Linked DNA regions of Sus scrofa: region 1 is linked to region 2. Evidence: chromatin contacts called from public HiChIP or PLAC-seq data. All regions are on one chromosome and are shown on one strand. The core of a region is the stretch at or near the end of the contact, and the rest is flanking DNA. Distances in the headings are between cores, read along the strand shown. Region 1 overlaps EPB41L2 (band 4.1-like protein 2). Region 2 holds the start of EPB41L2 (band 4.1-like protein 2).

Region 1 (3,548 bases), core at 353-2,852, 67 kb before region 2:
CACTATGGCCAAAAATTCTCAATGAACATTTGGAGGGGTTGTGCTAATTACAAGGGAAGGTGGGAACAATATGAAGGCCTAATACGATTACTACGCTGTCTTGGTTTTATTCCTCTTTAGAAAAACACATAGTATTTGTAAGAGAGAAGCATAAAAAATATTTTTTCAGGCTTTTATTTTGAGAAGACTGTGAAAAGTTCACATCCATGGTTATAATTTGTTTCTCTTGGATCTAAACATACACCCACCCATTGGCTTCAGAAAAGTGCTTGGACAGAAATCCTATGACAATGATACTTCCTGGAAATTTCAACTGGAGGAAAAAAAAGTATCCTTTTGATAAAGGGATAGCCAATAGCAAATAATGCAAATATTCTTTTGAATTAATACCAATTTGTAAAAACCTCTTACACAAAAGATACACTCATTCACTCAACAAATTTTCTCAAACAGCAATTAAGAAGGTAATTTACGAAAGGATTTTTCCCCCTCTCATACTTAATACATGGTAAGATTCTATTAGATTCTGTTAATTATTAAACAAAATGATTAGGAAAATTTTGTATTTCTACAGTTTTGGGGGGCAATACCCAGTCCCCAGAATGCCTCTTTTTGCTACTGACTGGCCTGCCTCTCCATGTGAGCAATCAGATTCCTAGAGGCCAAGAAGGCAATCTTACACCCACATCCCCCACAACCCAATAAAGTATCTGGCAGATAGTAAGGGACATTTGTTGAATGAATAGATGGATCATATTCATTAAGTAATATACAGCTACAAACAAAATCCTAGTAACAAAAAATAAACTCACTACAGGCGTCACTCCTGATCTTTTCCCCTCTTCACCCAGGCTCACTGCACTGTTTTTTTTCTTTACATGTATGTCTACTGCCGAAATGACCTTTTTTGAATTCTCAGTATCAATCTGCCTTACTGTGAACTTATGGCAGCTCATTCTTATTTATCTTTGATCAGCCTGGCACACAGTAAGACTGGGCACAAATTTGTCTCACAATAAGGAGCCACAAATACCAAATATACCTCCTTCAATCAGTACCACCAAGCTTCAGATGATTATTCAGTCGTTATAAAAAAAAAAAAAAAAAAAAAAGTACCTTAACTGGTAACAATGAGATTTACTATAAGTTAAATAACTACTAGATCTTAGTCACCTTTATAATAAATACCACCCCAAAATAAACTAAGAAAAACATATAATAAATGCCACCCAAAAAGGGCAATTTAAAGTACTAGATTTCACTTTACAGAGTGCAATTTGAGATTGCTACTGCAGTTGGAAATGTCACCTAGAAGTCATAAATAAAGCAAACACAAAAGGAGGCTTCCTTAGGCAGACTCCTTTAACTGAGGATAAAAATCACCAGCACAGATACGCAGAGAAATCAGGTAATTCTCTATAAAACTTAGCAGGTAGTATTTCTGAAACACAGATACTTGTAACTATGCCCCTTCCTTCAAAACCATAACAGCAACAAAAATTTTTGAAAGGCTTCCAGTGGCTCTGCAGGGAGTATGGAGACCAAACTCCTCTGTAACCTCCTGGGTTCAGCACTGACTGGCTCCAATCCAGATGTGCAGCTCGTCTTCTGCTTCCCATGCCCTCTTACACACAGCCTGAACTCCAGCCATACCAGCCTCCTCAGTTCGGAATAAGTCTTCGTGTTTCCGTGTCCTCATTAATGCTGACTCTCTTCTGTCTAGACTGTCCACTTCCCGTCTACACTTGAGGGAAAAAAAAAAAAAAAATCCAACCCAAGCTTTCAGGTATAAGGTTAAAAACGTTTATGACCAAATCTAACAATAGCTCTGTTACTGATTTTTAAACCATAGGACACTCAGAATAAAACGTAGGGTGAGGGGAAGCCTGATCAAGTTACATGTGAGTTTATGGTTATACACTCTCACAAATCCCAAGGCTATGAAAGAGAAGTCTGGTACTCAGCAAACCAGCCCATCGGGGAGTCCCTACCACTCTAGCAACATCCACTGGCAGAGGAAGCAGGATGCCAAGAATGGCAAAGTTGGAGTGATGTGGGCTAAGAGTGACACAGCCCTTTCTCTGAAGCAGCCCTGAGGTGCATATGGCAGATGAAAGCCATCCTCCCAGGGGACAGAACTGAGGGCAGGCAGTAGGATCTGATAAGGCACCACACTTCAAGGACAAGCTATGCCCAGAGCAATCTCTGCTCTTACTCATCGAATCACCCATCCCAGGAACCCCACAACTGATGACCTCCAGAGTGTGATTTCCAGCTATGTGACAAAGCAGGGCAGGGCACGGTCCTGGAGGAGGCCTCAACACTGGGGCTGATCACTGACAACAGAGCTGGATGGAAACCAGAGAATGGACATCACCCATTATAGGTATGCCTTGTTCGATGAGGCAAGACACTGCCTCTAGATGCAGGAGGTCAACAAAGACTCTGTATGGTCTGTCCTGGGGGAGAGAGGGGTTGTACCTATGAAAGCCGAACTAAGAGGATATATACACATTTACACTTTTAGAAAGGTGTGTGTACACACATATATATCAGACAAAAAGGGTGAAAAGTAGCACTCCTAATAATCAACTATCTGCCACACCTCACTTCCCCCTCTGTCATCATCTCCCCAATCACTTCCTCCTCCCATGATCAGCCTCAATCTAATGATTCTGCCTAGATCAATTCAAGTAAGTTTGAGTTCAGCCATGATTCGGTATCTCGTATTCCCCCTCCTTAATCCCTTTTTATCTCTTCCCATTATCCCCTATAATTCCACGTTAAACATACCAGAACATCTAAATTCGATAAATGCTGAATAAACCAATAAAACAGCACAGTTATAACAAGATAAGGAAATTTGTTTCGGCTGCCTTATCTACATGTCACAAGTAAACATTTTTCCCATTGGATCCCAGAGTCATGAGAACAGAGCTTGAGGTGTTTTCTCTCTTCTGGAGAAGGACTGGTCTGAGCATCCACCAATCCCCTGGGGAGGGTTTCATCCCACCTCAGCCTTTAATTATATAGGAATACCCACAGGGAGAAAGTTTATTTCTGCCATGGAGTTGACTGTAACAGGATCTGTCCTGTGCTAACTGTATATTTATCTTTCAAAGAAACAGATGGAATGGCATGACACAGGGCTTGGTATCATTATATAAAACAAGCCCAGCTGATGGCTAGACATATACAAACACTGTAATCCCTGTGTACCTCTGCCCCAGATGACAGGAGTCGGGCCACAGCAGAATCAGCTCTTGTTGGGAATCAGTGAGCCAGCTGTCCAAGACGAGCCAGGGCTTATGTGATCAGATCTTTACTTGTTTCAAAGGCTTCTTAATAGTTTTAATATAGACTTGTTAGGCTTTTATGATCCTGGAAAACATCCAAAAGGACTGGCCAATCCTCTTCCGACTAATATGTCTTTAGGCTATAAATGTACACACTTTCTACTAACCGAGAGCTTTCAAGTGAGTGCATCTAAGGAATGAATGCCCCATGGAGTGACATTTCCAAAATTAAGTACTACTGTCTTCAGAATT
Region 2 (3,692 bases), core at 826-3,325:
ATCTCAGCTCCTAAGGCCAAGAAACTGACTCAGTTTCCCCCGAGTGATAAACCCAAGGGGAAACATAATAAAACATGGGTTAAAATTCTAGTTCTTAATAAAGTATTATAAATAGAGAATATAGAAATTATGGATTCCAGTGACAGAAGGAAAAATAAAGGGGAAAATGAAGGAACCGAGGAAGATAGAGGAATAAAGGGAAAACTGGTAAAGATTCACAAAAAAAAAAAAAAAAGCTTAAATAACAGTAAGAAGAACAGGACGCTTGACATACACATGCCATTAAAGATTCAGGATGTTCAAAAAACTGAGGAAAAGATGTGATTCAGAAAAGAGAAAATATAACCACAGCTCTACTAGTTTCTACCGTCGCTCACACCTCACCAGGGATCTTAAAAACGGGCAGCGGTGGTGATGCTGGGAAATGCAATTTAAGGCGTCCTAGGTCAGATACCCCTCCCCAAACTAAGAGATTCTAGGCGACAGCTCTTCTAACCTCACCAAAAAACCCTGACCCCAAGGGAGATGAGCGATCTTGGGTAGCATATTGACAGACGTTCCCCCGCAGACATCAGGGCTAACTGGGGGCATCGTCTCCGGCGGGGGATTTAGATGCCAATTCCAATCCCGCTCGCTCCGTTCTGCTCTCCTCCTGCTCCTTCCGCGGGCAGCTCATCTAAAAATGCCCCAACCCTCCGGACTCACATCTGGAGGAGAAAAATAAGCCATCGGTGGTGCGATGGCCTGGGTGCCAGCACTGCAAAGAGCAGAGAGCAAAACATGCGTCCCTCTCCGCATTCGCCGGGTCGCCTGCGAATTGCGGGACCTAACGAGCGCCGGCGGGGAACTCGCGCCACGAGTGCGGGAGACGCGCCGCCCTCGCCAGGCTCCCCGCAGCGCCCACGCACGCGGACGGCCCAGGGACGCGCGGCGTCCTCGCCCGCGTTTCCCCTTCCAAAATCATCCTCCTGAGGGAAGCCGCCGCCGCCGCCGCCGCCAGAGCCCCGGCGCTCATCACCAAGCGGTCGAAGGCGGGCGGCCGCTCCGAGCCGGGAGAGGCTCGCGCGCCGCGGCCCGCGCCTGGGATGGAGCCAGACCCCTCCAGCAGCCCGGGACGCGTGACCCCCGAGCCCACCGCACCCCGGCGTGGTCGGCGCAGTCTTCGCCTTACTCCTACCTCACCCGACTCCCGAGAAGGGGGAGGTGGGGGACCGCAGTGGAGCCGGGAAGCGGGGATCCGGCCTGGAGCAACAGGACCCGGTCCCTGAGGTGGGATTGGAGAAGAGGAGAGAGAAGGAGTCGCAGAAAACCCCAAAGCCGGCCGCCCTCCCCCTCCCGGCGGGGCCGTCCCGCCACAGTTTCCTGCCTGGGATCAGCTTCCCAGATGCAGCCAGAGGAAAAATCCGCGTCGCCCGGCAGCTCCGCAGCAACTAGACGCTCGGCTCGGACTCCTCCGCCCCGGCCCCGCCATCCCCCAGCTCCGCACGCCTCCTTACCCGGGCGCCGCACTCAGGAGCTCGCTTGCCGCGGAGATGCGTCCCGTTTCGGCCCCAGCCGCCAGCCCGCCGCGCCCGCCTCCTCCCTCCGCTGGGTTTCAAATTGAAATTCCCCGGCTGGGGCCGTCAGAGGACTCGGCTCTCCAGCCCCGCCCCCTCGCGGCGGAAGCCCCTCCCGCGCCCCCGCGAGACGCGCCCCCGGTGCGGAAACCCCCGCGGGCCGCGACACGCCCCCTGCGCCCAGGCCACGCCCCCGCGCCCCCTCGAGCGACCCTTCCCGAGGGATTCGCCGCGCGTAGTGGCCGGGCTCCCGGGGCTGGTAAGACGTGTCTCGCCCTCAGAGCTGCCCTGAATAGTGACTGCTCATGCCTGTGTGCAAGGCGTTCTTACCCGCGAATCCCGATCCTAAATCCTCTTTTATCAACTTTCAAAAGTTAGTTCTTCAAAATGAACTCATTGGCTAAATCTTTATTAAGCACCTATTCGGTGGCAGACCCCAGGCTAGGCCCCGGTGATACAGAAATCAGGAAAACTAGGTGCTCCTCAGTCTGGAGTGGAAAAAGTGCTTTCGCAGAGAGGGCAGTGAACTGGGAACCGTTTATTCTTCCTGTGGGAGGGCCGGGAGGGAATGGGGAAGCCCCCTGGAGGAGGGGCTTTTACGCTGAACCCAAAGAGTGGGTAGGAACTTCAGGCAGAGGCCTGGAAGCCTGGATTACAGAGCAGGATGTGGCTGAAGAAGAGGCTGGAAACCTAGCTTGAGGCCAATTGTGGAAAGACATGCACACACAAAAAGGCTACTTCCCCGTTCTTGGAGACCATTTTCTTCCAGATGCTACTTATTTCTTCTTTGCTGAACATCGGCATGTCAGATGGGTTGTCCAGGTCATTGCCTCCAGCATCGGCCACAAGGGCAGCTCTGGTCCTTTGCCTTCTCCCACCTCTACTGAGGTCTTTAGGGACTGCACCTTCGCCAAAGTCCTCGTTTCTTTCCTAAACAGAACCTTTTCTAACCTTTTCATTACATCAAAGAGAAAGAGTCCAGGAGATAAGTTATTGACTAAGGTCCTGCCAGTGTGTAATAAAAATAATAAAATCTGACATTTATTGTGTGCTTTATGTGCCAAGCATTATTCTCAGTCCCTCATATGAGTTAACTTAATTAATGCTCCCTCTGCTAAGTACCAAAGGAAAACTTAGTAAGTTGCACTAACTACGACAGAGAGGAAGGCTGACTAGAAAGCAGTTCTGATAAAGAAGACCTGGAATATTAGGGGACAATGCTATTATGAACTATTATGAACTTTCAGGCAGATTTACAATGAAATGAAGATCCTTCATTTTTACAGGCCTTGAAATTAACTCTATACTTGTAATTTTTTAAGGAACCCCTAAAGTTACATAAGATTTAAAGCCCCTAGAACCTTGATCTAACTCTGATGAAACCCCTTTAAAATGTTAGTGCAGTGTAATAACATTAATGTTAATTGACATTAAGATAAATAACATAATTTATAAAACATAATTCTCTTATCAAAGGAAAGTGTAGGAGCTCCCGCTGTGGCACAACAGGATTGGCAGCATCTTGGGAGTGCTGGGATGCGGATTCAATCCCCAGCCTGGCACAGTGGGTTAAAAATCCGGCATTACAGCACTGTGGCTTAGGTCACAACTGTGGCTGGAATCGACCCCTGGCCAGGGAGCTCCATATGCTGAAGGGTGGCCAAAAAATGAAAAGAGAAAAAAAAAAAAAAAAAAGGAAATTATATCCCTACTGTATCCTCTGCTGCAGTCTGTGTATCACTTCTGTACACTACCTTTTAAGAGGAACATTGACAAGCTGAATTATATGCATAGATGAGAGACCTTAATAATGTGGGAGCCAGCAAGACTTAGCCTAAAGAGATAAATGAGTCAAGGTGATGGAGGAGTTCCCGTCATGGTGAAGTGGAAACAAATCCAACTAAGAACCATGTGGTTGCGGGTTCTATCCCTGGCCTCGCTCAGTGGGTTAGGGATCAGGCATTGCTATGACCTGTGGTATAGGTTGAAGACGCGGCTCAGATCTGGTGTGGCTGTGGTGTAGGCCAGCAGCTACAGCTCTGATTGGACCCCTAGCCTGCAAACCTCCATATGCCGTGGGTGGGGCCCTCAAAAGACAAAAAGACCCCCCAAAAAAAAAAGTGATGGAAAGACTGC

The links. HiChIP or PLAC-seq counts read pairs in DNA pulled down with a chosen protein or histone mark.
Region 1: an H3K27ac HiChIP or PLAC-seq map of alveolar macrophages shows a contact between it and region 2. The contact joins the enhancer-like site here to the promoter of EPB41L2 in region 2. A contact is called at or near these places in 4 of 47 Hi-C or Micro-C datasets (embryonic fibroblasts, heart right ventricle, mesenteric adipose tissue and 1 more) and 2 of 2 datasets of contacts at active chromatin or transcription factors (alveolar macrophages and skeletal muscle).

The regions. Positions count from the first base shown.
Region 1 is chr1:32,483,020-32,486,567 of Sscrofa11.1, reverse strand. All of the region lies in intron 1 of EPB41L2 (band 4.1-like protein 2), which reads right to left. Among named protein-coding and RNA genes, the nearest start is that of EPB41L2, 67 kb to the right of the region's middle. Within about 2 kb of position 1,602, at least 17 of the 83 cell types and tissues checked have an H3K27ac peak or open chromatin away from gene starts, as enhancers often do. A contact at or near this core is called in alveolar macrophages, where this site is marked.
Region 2 is chr1:32,416,593-32,420,284 of Sscrofa11.1, reverse strand. EPB41L2 (band 4.1-like protein 2) reads right to left here and starts at 2,075. Exons shown (of 18, transcript XM_021088293.1): 1 at 1,887-2,075.